Linked DNA regions of Gossypium hirsutum: region 1 is linked to region 2. Evidence: chromatin contacts called from public Hi-C data. All regions are on one chromosome and are shown on one strand. The core of a region is the stretch at or near the end of the contact, and the rest is flanking DNA. Distances in the headings are between cores, read along the strand shown. Region 1 has its middle 10 kb from the start of LOC107950563. Region 2 holds the start of LOC107950517 (thylakoid lumenal 19 kDa protein, chloroplastic).

What was found. A called contact is a pair of places that touch in the nucleus more often than the background predicts.
Region 1: a Hi-C map of fibers shows a contact between it and region 2, with 4 times the contacts expected there. The contact joins the enhancer-like site here to the promoter of LOC107950517 in region 2. A contact is called at or near these places in 4 of 34 Hi-C or Micro-C datasets (fibers, leaf and petal).

What each region holds. Positions count from the first base shown.
Region 1 is chrA08:7,836,054-7,842,364 of Gossypium_hirsutum_v2.1, forward strand. No RefSeq gene overlaps it. Among protein-coding and RNA genes, the nearest start is that of LOC107950563, 10 kb to the right of the region's middle. Within about 2 kb of position 1,293, at least 6 of the 9 cell types and tissues checked have an H3K27ac peak or open chromatin away from gene starts, as enhancers often do. A contact at or near this core is called in fibers, where this site is marked.
Region 2 is chrA08:7,795,536-7,801,935 of Gossypium_hirsutum_v2.1, forward strand. It overlaps LOC107950517 (thylakoid lumenal 19 kDa protein, chloroplastic), which reads left to right and starts at 3,213. Exons shown (of 1, transcript XM_016885381.2): 1 at 3,213-4,292. The coding sequence starts at 3,463. The coding sequence ends at 4,167. It overlaps LOC107950509 (chaperone protein dnaJ GFA2, mitochondrial), which reads left to right. Exons shown (of 18, transcript XM_016885368.2): 13 at 61-152; 14 at 893-964; 15 at 1,305-1,361; 16 at 1,456-1,504; 17 at 2,167-2,233; 18 at 2,343-2,755. The coding sequence ends at 2,436.

The DNA of each region.
Region 1 (6,311 bases), core at 43-2,542, 39 kb after region 2:
AACCCCTAAAATACTAAACCCATAAACCTTAAAAACCCTAAACACTAAACTATAACTTCTAAAACCCTAAACTCCAAAAAACATCACATGGATGTTGATATGTATAACATATATATTAATGTAAAAGCTTATGTTCATAATAAATTATGGAAACAATACTTAATATTGATTAAATTTATTTTTTGGTTTACGGTTTAATATTTAAGGTTTAAGGTCTATAGTTTAGGGTTTTATGATTTAAGGTTTAATGGCCATGGGTATATAGTATGTTAATCTCAAGTGAATCATATTCAATAATTAAATCCTAAACCCTATAATTAATTATTGTTATCAATAATAGATATCTTGATTTTGATAAAAAATATTTTTTATATATTAATAAGGTGTTATATTGTTTAATGGATTGAAGGGATATTTTGTGGAAAATGTTTTAAATGATAAATTTACCTTTAAATTTTATTAATAGTTTTTTGTTTATACTATTTTAATATTTATCTATACTGATTAATTAAAATATATATTTATTTATACGAACGAAAATTCTCTGCACTCATTTGTGTCTCCACGTTTTTTAATTGTAACTCATTTTCTTTTTAAAATATATATTTGTGTCTCCACGTTTTTTTATTTTCTTTTACACAACTATTGATATAACATCATTTTATATTCATATATTGCATGGATACATAAATATTTATATTTATTCAATATAAAAATATATTGATGTATTTATTTTTTTTAAATGTGTATGATTAAATCAAAATTAAAGTTTCAACTATACATTTAAATCACAATTAGAATTTCACGTCTACAATTACACATTAAACTGAAATAAAAAATAAACTCAAAAAATAAAAATTTAAAAATTTAAAAATTTAAAATTTAAAATTTAAAAATAAAAAAATTAAAAATAAAAACTTAAAAATTTAAAATTTAATATTTTAGTCCATATTTCAATTAAAAAGTTCAATATTCAAAATTAAAAAAAATTCAAAAGAGAAAAATAAAAAAATTTAAAATTAATCAACAGTTAAAAAATTAAGTTATAATGGCGTTTTTAGTGAAAACGCCGCAAAAAAAATCACCAATTTTTGATTACCCGCTCGTTAGTCCCTAAATCCCCCAAATAACTCTCAAAATTTGCCCCCAAATTTCCCATTTCCAGCAGCACCAAGTCAATACACCTACACTAATTGCCAGAAGTCCGTAGCTTGGAGCTTGTCCTGACTGCTTCCTCCACTAATTGCCGGAAGAAGCCGGCCGTAAAAGAAAGATCTTCTACTTCAACCTAGCTTCGGTTGACCCCCTTTTGGTGGTAGTAAGAGCAGAGTCTTGGGTTGGTGCTTGAAGTAAGGGTCATCAAAGAGACGGATCAGTTTACCGATGAAACCCTAGATGACGAGAAACCGGAGGAAGAGGAGGTGATAGATAAAGAAAATGAAGAGAAGTGAAAAGGTATGCTTTCTTTTCTTTATTCACATCAAAAACATCAAAAGCTTGCTTCACTTTTTCCAAGCTTGGCTCTTGTTCAAACAACCTTGAAATCTCCTCACAATCGTATGATTCATTCAACTATTCTTCACTTTCTTGGCTGCAAAAAATCCCCAGGTTCCCCATCAAAATCTCCACTTCTTTTCTGCATAATCTCTCACCACCAGATAAAACTTCCTTGCTTGAAAACCCAGATTTCTGGTTCTTCAGGTCCCAATCTGAAGTCTGGTTCTCCATTTCTCTGCTTTGTTTCTTAGAACCTGCTGCCGTTTCTCTTGTTTAACTACAATTTCTGAATTTGACTTTTTATTGTTTGTACAATGAAGTTTCTTGGATGTTCATAGGCGGCTGTTTTATTTATTCCTTGAATTTGATCCTTATTTTTCTCTACATGATTTTTCTAAAAAAGACAAATTTCATAATTCGATCCTTTAAATTTGGATTCTATGTCGTGCATATAATTTGTGATTGGCTCAACTATTTACTTCAAAAACTGAAATAAAAAATTTGTCAAATTCAGAGTGCAAATGATACTTTATTTTTTATCCTCTACGTTTTCCATGGTTAATTCTGTTTTCCATGGTCTTAGGGTTAGGAGAGCTGCAATTCGAATTCTAGAGTAGACTCTTTGATTACACAGATTGAGACAATGCTTGAGTTCGATAGTTTTCTTATTAATACCGTTGTTCTTCAATTTCTTTTTCTTTTTCTTTTGGTTTGCAGTTGAATCGTTCAAGTGTCGTATCTGCAAATACACCCTCCAAAATTTGTCATACTTTTCCTGGAAATGGAAGATGTCAAAGGTTAAGTTTCAAGCCCAAAGCTGCTGGTTCAGTTGAAGGAAATGTACTTGACAAAGAATCGGCTAGAATCAGTGACAAGATAGGTAACTGCTTGCTATCTCATTAGATATCTGATTTCAGGGAAAACAATCTTGGAAGCCATGGTTTCTCTTAAGCTATTCAGAGCTGAAATATGGAGAATGAAACTGGCATCAGTTCTAACCCTGTTATAGTTCATCTGGCTTTTGAAGCATCTTTGAATTTTTTTTATTTAAAATAATCAAAGGAAATTAACATGCCATCTGTATTTCATTCCTAATTTGTTTATAACAAAAGATAAATGCAAAATCTCTCTCTGTAGGTTATTTTGATGAGAATTGAATCCAAAATGCAGTTGCCTTGGTGCCGTAGTTCATAGTTTGCCACATTACGGTGGACTTTACAAGCAAAATAAAGTGTATATTATATTTGTTGCTTTCTCCTACATCTGATGCTTCTTCAATTTTGGATGGAATTACATTTAAGTATTGTCATTGATGCAAATTATGGAGTTGTTGGTATTCACCATGTTGGAATTCTATGTGAAAACCTTGAAAGATCTTTTCAGAGATGCTGCGAGTTTAAATTTAAACGTAGAAGAATGTAGAAGAAGGAGTTATCTTTTGACTGGATTTTTTTTTTCAATTAAAATCAGCAAACACATTAGAAGAATCAGGTAAAGGACACTATTGGTGTGGATGAACCTGAAGGTATTTTACTTTTGCCATATAATCTGTTTCTTTATGATACACAATCTTCTTTAGGCCTGTTTTACTAAGTCTTGTGTATTTAGAAAGGAGAGACCCGTTAACTGCTGAAGAGTTGGAAGAAAAGGAGCGACTATTAGAAGAGGTGAGTGCAACGTGTTACATGTTATATTTTTATTTGTTTGTTTGTTTGAGCGTGGTGATAAGATAATTGTTTGTGTTGACAATCTTTTTACACTGGTTGAGTATGCAATGAAGCTATGCAAGTCTATAATATATGGTGCTACCAGGTTATTTGTGAACATCAATTGCTCTGTCTTTTTTGTATTGTTTTTATATTGTTGTGTCAATTTTCCCTTGTAATGTGCAGCCATCTCGAGAGGGCTAAAATTCTAGTCGTGATGTGAACACTTATTCAATTTTTTGCAGCTATTTCGTGCTAATAATGTAAGTATGCATTTCCTTTTGTAGCACTGGATATGCAGCTACCAAATTTTATTCACCAAAGTCTGCAAGTATGGTTTGCTTTCTCTTTCATTTTTTTTCTCATTCTCTAATAATTCTCCTTAGCTTGTATTCTTCTCTGGTAATAAAACGATGAACCTTTTGGTACAACAAATGCGAACGGCTATTGGCAATGGACAGGCAATCAGCTTTAATCTTACCTCCTGTACATCGTCCTTATCGAACTCTTTCTGTTTCAAAACAATCATCGACTCAATCTATTTCCTCAACATTAGATCAAGGTTCTAATGCCCCTGAAGCTTATCATATCGGTTGCATCTCGGATAACACGTAAGTTCACTCTACTTTCTGTTAACCAAGGTATATTAGCTAAAGCTAGGAAATAGAAAGATCAAATTGATACTAGTGAGTGATGAAAACAAGGTTTCATTATTTACTTACTTTAGGTGATCGAATGAGAATGTTTTAAGACATGTGTATTACATGATGTGATATGCAAATATGCTTATGTGTATGTACGCATGCTAAAAAAAGACATGGATTTAATTATGTTCTGGCGTTGATTTTATTTATGCATGCTTAATTTAGTAAAAATGTTGTGTATTCATGGAATTTTTGCAACAATTCTTTTTATATAAAAAGTAAAGGAGCATTCAGGAATTAAGATGAAATGTAAGATTTTAGAAGCAAATTAATCAATTAATACTTTTAATCACATGTATTAATCTATTACAATTTATTCTTATTTTGTTTTATTTATATACATGGTTTCCACAGGAATGAAATTTGATAACATTAATTCATGAAATATGATAAACCGTGTTTTTATATATTCTGAAAGCTCAGAAGAAGGCACTACTGGATCATGTAAAGTTTTATTTTGGCTGCTAACACGAAAAGGTCTTCTAATTCTCTCATCAAATAGAATTAAAAAGATGAAGTGAAGCTCTCTATCAAATAACTTGTTCACTTAAATTCTTTTTACTTGCCATTATAGAATTTGAACTACTTTAATCTCTGAACTGTTAAAAAACTTAGCTTGTTTTCTTGCTTGTGTCTGCCATTCCAATCTTATCAGGATGATGCAATATGTGCCTTCCTATGTGATAATAAATTTGAAACCAAATTCCACAGTTTCGCTTTCTTTCATGTTTGATGTGCTAGTATATTTAGGTTATCTTTGAATGAGAGAAATGAAATGATTTGTTTGGTTGGCTTGATATATATCTATATTTAATGGTAATTGGAGATATGTTTTGAGTGATTAGGAATATTAGTCCTTCTGGTGCATACAGGGACCAGTTTCTATTAGTAGTAGTAGTTTTAAGTTGGTTAAGTATTTGTGAGGCAATAGTGTGCCCTGAGATCTTATAGATGATGATTGAACCTTCACAGAAAAGGCAAAGATTGAAGCTCAAATATTAGCTGCTGAAGCAGTAGCAAAAATGAAGGCAGAGGTTGAGCTGAAAAAGCAACGGGAAAGAGAAGAGAAGCTGCTGGAATTACATTACAAAAGGTTTTTATCTTTTTCTTGCGTTTTCTTTTTTGTCCTTATTATGTTTATATAGTGGAGGGTTTTAAAGGCTAGAACACTGTAATACCATATAGTATATACAAAATATGAAACAGACCATGCCATTATTTATTGAACAGGTAAAAAACCAATTATTTTTTTTCCCTTTTTCTTAAATTAAAGACCATGCCATTAAGGTAAATGCCATTAATTATATTTGTTGGTTGAGATAGGCTTTGCCTCAATAAAAAGTTATTGTTTTTATTCCGATTAACTTTTTATTTTACCTCGTTGCTTTTCATTCTACAAGTCATAGGACATTAATATTGCCTTAGCCATTGATTTTCCTCACCCAATTTAATCTTTTAAGTTAGCTCCATCAATCTTCCTTTTTTTTTATTTGGTTCTAAAAGAATTGGGCTTTTACTTTCAAAGAGGGAGAACTAGAAATTGAAAAAGTTTTCACTCACTCCAAGTGAAGTCTGAATTCTTTTCTGAAAGGTTGGATTTGAATCATTACTAATTTTATTATCACCATATTAAAAGAAAATTTTACAATTTCCCTGGGGATTAAACTATAAACTTTCTAATTTTGAAGAGACTAGAAGTGAATTTTAAATTCTAGAGGAAGTCAAATGCAAATTAACTTAATATTTTATAAAATTAAAAAAAGACAAAAAGAAATGATCATTTATTGGGTAACGTTGGCAAAGGAGAATAGTAGTAGGGAAAAGCAATATAAAATTTCTACAGAATGAAACCATATGCAGAAGAACAGTCTTTATATATCTGATAGATTGTAGTGAATTTTGGATCACATAATTCTCCCATTGTTTCGTGTAAGAATATTATGCAGGCCCAGATGCTATATTCAACACTTTTTAATCAATCATTTTCTTTTTCGAAATAAAATGCAGATGAATAAGATGGTTAAAGCTGTCAAAAGAAGGTAGGCAAAATGCAAATGCATGTTTAGCACATAGACAGGAACATTAAATTAATGTTTAAACATAAAAAATAAAATAAGAAACAATCAAACCAACTGGTTTAACCTGTGGTCCAGTTTCTTTAACATTGGCATTTATGTCCTTTAATGTCGAACTTCTACATTTATGTCTTTCATTTTGAATTTTTAGATGATAGTAGTGTCAATCAATTCTTTGTCCCTTGTTATGCTATTAGTTCCTTTGTTTTGCATTTTCTTTTTTTCTTTTTTTGCGCCAAAGCCACTTGTCCTAGATGTCATGTTTTTTTATGCATTTCCTTGGCTATGGGGTTTTGCTTGGTAGTTATGCAGCTATTTATTGAAAGTTA
Region 2 (6,400 bases), core at 1,963-4,462:
TGATCTTCTAGAATTTTGTTTTTATTATATGATTTACTCAAGGTTATGTCTCATTTTCAGGAGTGGATAACAATGAAACATTGAAGGTTTATGGAAGTGGCGGAGCTGATCCTGATAGAACTCATCCCGGGGATCTTTACGTAACCATAAAGGTAACCAGTTTAATTCTTGTCTGATATTTTGACAGTTCGCATAGTTTTCAAGTAAAGGAAAAGGTTGTAATTGTAGCCTTCTAAAAGCAGTTTATTCGTAATCTCCATACATGCCTTGTTTAAAATAGATGTTGAGTTCATTTGGGTGGGTGTGTTTGTAAGCTTAAAAAATGGTGAATGGTGGATGCAGTTGGCAAAGACGGTAGTACTGGTGGCCAGAGTAATACTCGTAAAACGATTGATGTACTGATAAAGAAAGCAGTGGTAGGGGCAACAATTTTAGAACTAGGCTTTAATGTAGACTTAAAAGATTGGTGATTGAATGTGGCACTCATATGGTAACACTAAGTGCCTGCTATTGGCCGAATCTGGTTATGCTTTAAATGTGGTAGCAATTTAAAGCAGTCAATATGGCGTGGGATAGGTTGTAGTAGGCATTAGTAGTCGAAGATTTGGATGTCATAAATGCTGTTTCAGATGGTTATGATAGAAAAATGAATTCAAATTATTGGCCGTCATTGCTACTGTGTAACCCCCCCCCCTTTTGTTCATTACCTTAGTCAGCAGGATTCTTTCAAATTACAAGTCCAACTCTTCACCCTTGAGCGAAATTTACCTTACCCTTCTTTTGTTAGTAGACTGTTCTTGGCCGTCTACCCTTGCAGTTGCTGATGCCCAACTGTCTTTGTTTTCCATTTCTTAAGGATTGTTGTCTTCATTAATCATGTTTATATTTGCAGGTCCGGCAAGACCCAGTTTTTCGTAGAGAAGGTGCCAACGTTCACGTGGATGCTGTTTTGAGTGTTGTTCAGGTAGAACTGGAATTTGAATATTTTTGAAATGACCTATTAAGTGGCTCACGTGTGGAGGTCTTTAGCAACGCCTTTATTTGATAGCTCAATAAAAAAATCACTTATCTTCTATGGCTTGTTTCTCTGCTTTAGATGGTCATACACTGTCAAATAACTTTGTTGGATTTTCTAACTGTGCATTTCTTTTTAAATCTTTTTAAGCAATGACTAAGGGGTTTGTTAACTCTGGGATTATATCCTATTGTTTGCTTCAGTATGCCTTTTGTATATGTCCTCCTGGTGAGACTGGTCCTTCTATCTGACAAATGAATTAATTTGATTTTTTTTCCCTTTTTTGCAGGCAATCTTGGGAGGAACCATCCAGGTCCCAACTCTTACCGGTGATGTTGTGCTCAAGGTTTGTTGGAAATTGTGTATGATTGTGTAAAGCTTAGAAAGGGACCTTTAATTTCTAGTTGAGGCTTCTAATCTATGTTGCTTTCAATTTGCAGGTCCGTCCTGGCACTCAACCAGGCCAGAAGGTTGTTCTAAAGAATAAAGGTATGGAAAAAAATCTGGGAATAAGATAGATATATATTTGGTTCCTTTTCCAAGTTGGTATAGAAAAAGAAATTCTCATTGATCTTTTAACTGTGGTCCATACTAGTAAATTAGTAATCTTACCTGACTTTGATATGTTTCTGAAAATGCCTTTCTCATGATAAACATAAAGGGCCTTATTTCATTAAATTTAGTGTAACCATTTTTTTGACTTGGGGAGGAATTTCAAAAGCCCCTCTTTGAGTAGGGATTCATGCACCTGCCATTTGATTCAAATGCCAGAGTGTATGTGTATTCATTTTTTCATGTTTCAAGAACTGCTTTTACCTATTTGAATGCATAAAATTTTCTAGTTTTGTCTTTTCACCTTTGAAAGTCTGGGATTAAAATTTTCTTTTCTCTTTTCTTTATAGGTAACTTTATTGTATTCTATTTTAATTTGCTTGAGTTGAATTCTGTTATTTAATTTCATTGATAAGTAAAAATGAGAACACTAAAAACTCAAAACTCTAAATTCTAGACCCCGGACCTTCTTTCATATATCTAAAATTTGAAATCTGTTGGTCTTCTTTTTCATGTGCAATTGAATCCCTCTTCCTATCGTAACTGTCTTTGATTTAACTTGCATTATCTTCGATATATTTGTGTATGTTTGTCAACAGGAATTAAAACAAGGAACTCATACTCATTTGGTGATCAATATGTGCATTTCAATGTTAGCATCCCAAAGTAAGTTTTATATGCCAAAAATTTCTGAAGTTGTTCCATCGTCCATCGAAATCCATGTTTCTAGGAGCATATTCGCAGTTGAAAGCAAATTTACTCGATTTATGTACAGGAATCTGACGGGAAGACAACGGGAATTAATAGAAGAGTTTGCTAGAGAGGAGCAAGGTGAAAGTGATAAACGTGCTGCTGGGGCAGCTGGCTGAGGAGACCAGAATGACCGTCAGTTTTTTTGCCGGGTTTCATCACAAAGATAAAGACGTTGAATATTATTACTAGTATAGCTCATGTTATTCGCAGTTGTTTAAATTTTACCAAGTAAATTTTGGATTTGCTTTTCATATATTTTATTTTATTTTTTTCACTCAAACGATGACAGCGAACCATCATTTTGAGACCAATGGGTGATATTGTATATGGTTTGTTTAGGCATAACATACAAGATGCCACTGCTGTATTATGGCGGATTTCCGAGTGGTATGCTGAAATTTTAATAATAGCATTGACCGTAGGTATTGGGAGAAAGTAGTTGTCAATTTATACACTACCATTTATATTGTTTTTAGTTTCTTTGTATATACTATGATGGTGGGTGAAGCCATCGGAAGTACAGGTTGAGAAAGCAGCATTATTTGAACCCTTGGCAGCCTGTAGTAATGGGCTTGATTTATGCAGTGCACTATAACCCACGAAGAAGTAATACGATGGAGAGGCTTAGCAATATGAATTAAGTTGATGACTAATAAAAAGATTTTTCTACACACACTTATATGTATCGGGGCTTTCTGCTACCAGGCGACAAGGATTTTAAGTAATAATATCTAAAAACAAAATATTGTATATTAAAAGAATTAAGAATATGGAAATCGAATGTCTAGCATTATGTAATTATTAATTCATTTTAAATAAGTTTAGGAGTTAATTAATGTGAAATAGGATAGAAAAATAAGTAAACATAAGTTAATCAATTAATTATAAAAAAAGGGTGTTTTTTAAAATTTGAACTAAAAAGAATAATAATTGGATTAAGTTGGTGATAGGTGGATGAGGAGATCCAGAAGTATATTAGAAATTTTACTTCCTCAAGTTGCATAATAATATTTGAACTAAAGAAATAAAAATATGTAAAATAAGAAAATTAAAACAAAAGTTGGGATAAGGAAAATCTTGGGACAGATAAATTAGTGTAAGGTTTAAAGACGAAAAGAGAACCACTCATCTCTCCAATTCCCATGGCAACCCTATCCTCTTCTCCATCTCCCTCCATTCTCTCTTCCTCCACCGCCAATCCTAAAACCCCTTATCTGAAACCGCCGCTCCTCTTCTTCCCCAAGCCTCTAACCACCGCTCTAACCACCGCTTTAGCCACCACCACCTTACTCCTAACCTCCCCTCCCTCCTCCATTGCCTCTGATTCATACAACGTCTACTACGGAACCGCCGCCAGTGCCGCCAACTACGGAGGCTACGGTGGAAACTCCGACAAGAAAGCCTCCGCCGAGTACGTCTATGATGTCCCCGACGGATGGAAAGAGCGTTTAGTTTCCAAAGTTGAAAAGGGCACCAACGGGACGGACAGCGAATTCTACAACCCCAAGAAAAGACAAGAGAAAGAGTACTTAACATTCTTGGCTGGGTTCAGGCAATTAGCCCCCAAAGACGTGATTTTGAACAACTTGGCATTATCAGACGTGGAGTTGCAGGATTTGATTGCCGGGGCCGACAGCTTGGTCTCCGAGGAGAAGAAAGACGAAAATGGACAGCTTTATTATGTGTACGAGATTGATGGAATTGGTAAGCATAGTTTGATTGCAGTCACTTGCGCAAAGAACAAGCTTTATGCTCATTTTGTCAATGCACCGGCGCCTGAGTGGAAACGCGATGAGGACACCTTAAGGCACATTCATGAATCCTTCAAGACTGTTGGATCATCGTAATTCACTCGTCTTTAGTCTTTTTGAGCCTTTCTTTCTCTTCCTCTCCTTCTCTGTCTCTTTTTATATATATGTATGAGGCAATGCCATTTTTATATATAAGCAAAGCTATTTTACATCTTTTTATATATATTTTGTTTGTTGCTCTACCTTCCTTTTTTTTTTATTGCAACATAATCTTTTCTGGATAAGCATAATTTTACCTTAAGTTTTGTTCACAATAGACCAGAACTGAGTGCAATTTTCTTTATGCGAGCTCCCCATTAATGAACAACATTATGACTTGTATATGTTACTTACAATTATACTAGTGCACAACACCTGAAAGAATTCAGCATTCATGGACATACACCATAGTTTTCACTCTCAAAGCTGTTGAGCACTTGAAAGGAATGTGTAATATTACCTAATTAATTACCCATTTCGTCTTTAAGTGAAATGTGTAATATTACCCCAATTAACTAATTTTAAGTTTGATGTTATATTGTCTAATATAAACCCAAACTGATATCATATTCTTTTCAAGATGAATAGTCATTCATTCATTTGGCATTCAGATTCAAGAACAAAGATAAACAAAGGTTCATAGATGAACCCCCACAAACGATCAATTGGCCAAAACAACAGAAACCATTAGACTAGATTAATTCAAATCCAAACAAAAACAAACAAATATAAAAACTCGTAAAGCGAAACAGGCCCAACTCTCATAACAGAGGCAACTTGTGGTCTAGCAATATTCTTCGAAAGGCAGGACGATGAGACATGTTTTCCATGAGCAATGAGCGGCGATTCAAGTTTATGTCATGGCAGGCTCAACGATTAATAGTTTTCTAAGTTGGTAAAGATACATGGAAGAACCTTTGGTTCGCTCTTTTTCCAATTCTTATTCAACACTTTTCCGGATTAATTATTGTCTAAAACCTAATTTACCCTTATACAAAAAAAATAAATGTAGCCCCAACACTAGTCCCAACCATTACAAATCACTCACCTAAAAACCTCACTTAAATCAAGTATAAACTCTCCAATAAAATGCCAAACACAAGAGTGTAGAAACACAAATAACCAGCTAAAAGCACTCCAAAGACACACCCAGTGTGTGCGGCACAACAACTTATTTATAGGCTAAATTTAATAGCTTCTTAAAGTAGTCTTGATAAAGTAAAATTCTAAATTATAATATGAATATCTTCTTGAATTATCTTTAATAATAATCCCAAAATGATGCAAAATTAATCTCCTTGAAAACAGTCAAGACAAGTGCAAAGGATAATCATAAGCTTTATCCACAAAGTCAAGTCGACCTCAACTTCTTCAAAAACTCCAACTTCGATTATGACTATGAGGCAAAATAAAACACGTCTTTAAAGTCCATTTGCTTTTGGGACATATGAAAAAACCCAAGTCAAATAAGCCAACAAATAAAACCACCTAGGTTTTCTCAACTTCTTGACTAATCAGATGTTTAAACAAGTGACTGATCAGGTTGGTCCTTACGATCTCCCTCTTTGACTTTTTGACAAAACATAAGCAAATGGTATATACTTCCCCTATCACTATGTCATCAGTACACAAGAGATACCAAATAAAACATTGAAATAAATCTCAAATTCATAAACCATAGTCAAGATAGAAATGAACTAGACTATACTAAAATCAACAAACTTACTCCCTCTTACTCTATGCTTTTGTTGTTTGTTTGCCTTGAGTTTATTCAAGGGGATGAGGTACTACCTTTTCCACGCAATGGAGCATGTTTGATTTTCAAAAAGTTTTCCATATTATCAACATGAGTTGCAACCTCATGTTTCATACGATCATCAATAATTTGCTAATCTTTATAACTCAAATGTGTCTGATCTTTTTTCACCCAAACTCACTTCACACCAAACTATCTTATTCTTGTTCTTGACTAAACAACTATCTAGACAACTGTTTGAAGAACTGTTGCACCATATTTAACTTCCTACAAGTCCTTTTTCAACTTGAAACAATAAGGCTTAATAAGGGCAACCTTCCCAAAGTAATGAAAAATCATTCTCTTTGTTTTATCATTCAAGTTCGTCTTGTTGCAAACATGTTGTCTAAGTGATGTTCTTTTCAATGTTGCAAAATTAGCTTAGACATGCATTGTTTTTCTCATCCTTTGATCTTTCATTAACTTATAGCAATAGAACCTAATGTGTCTAGCCTTTTGATATGTCATAATTCAGTGTAGCAGATTGAGCTAGTT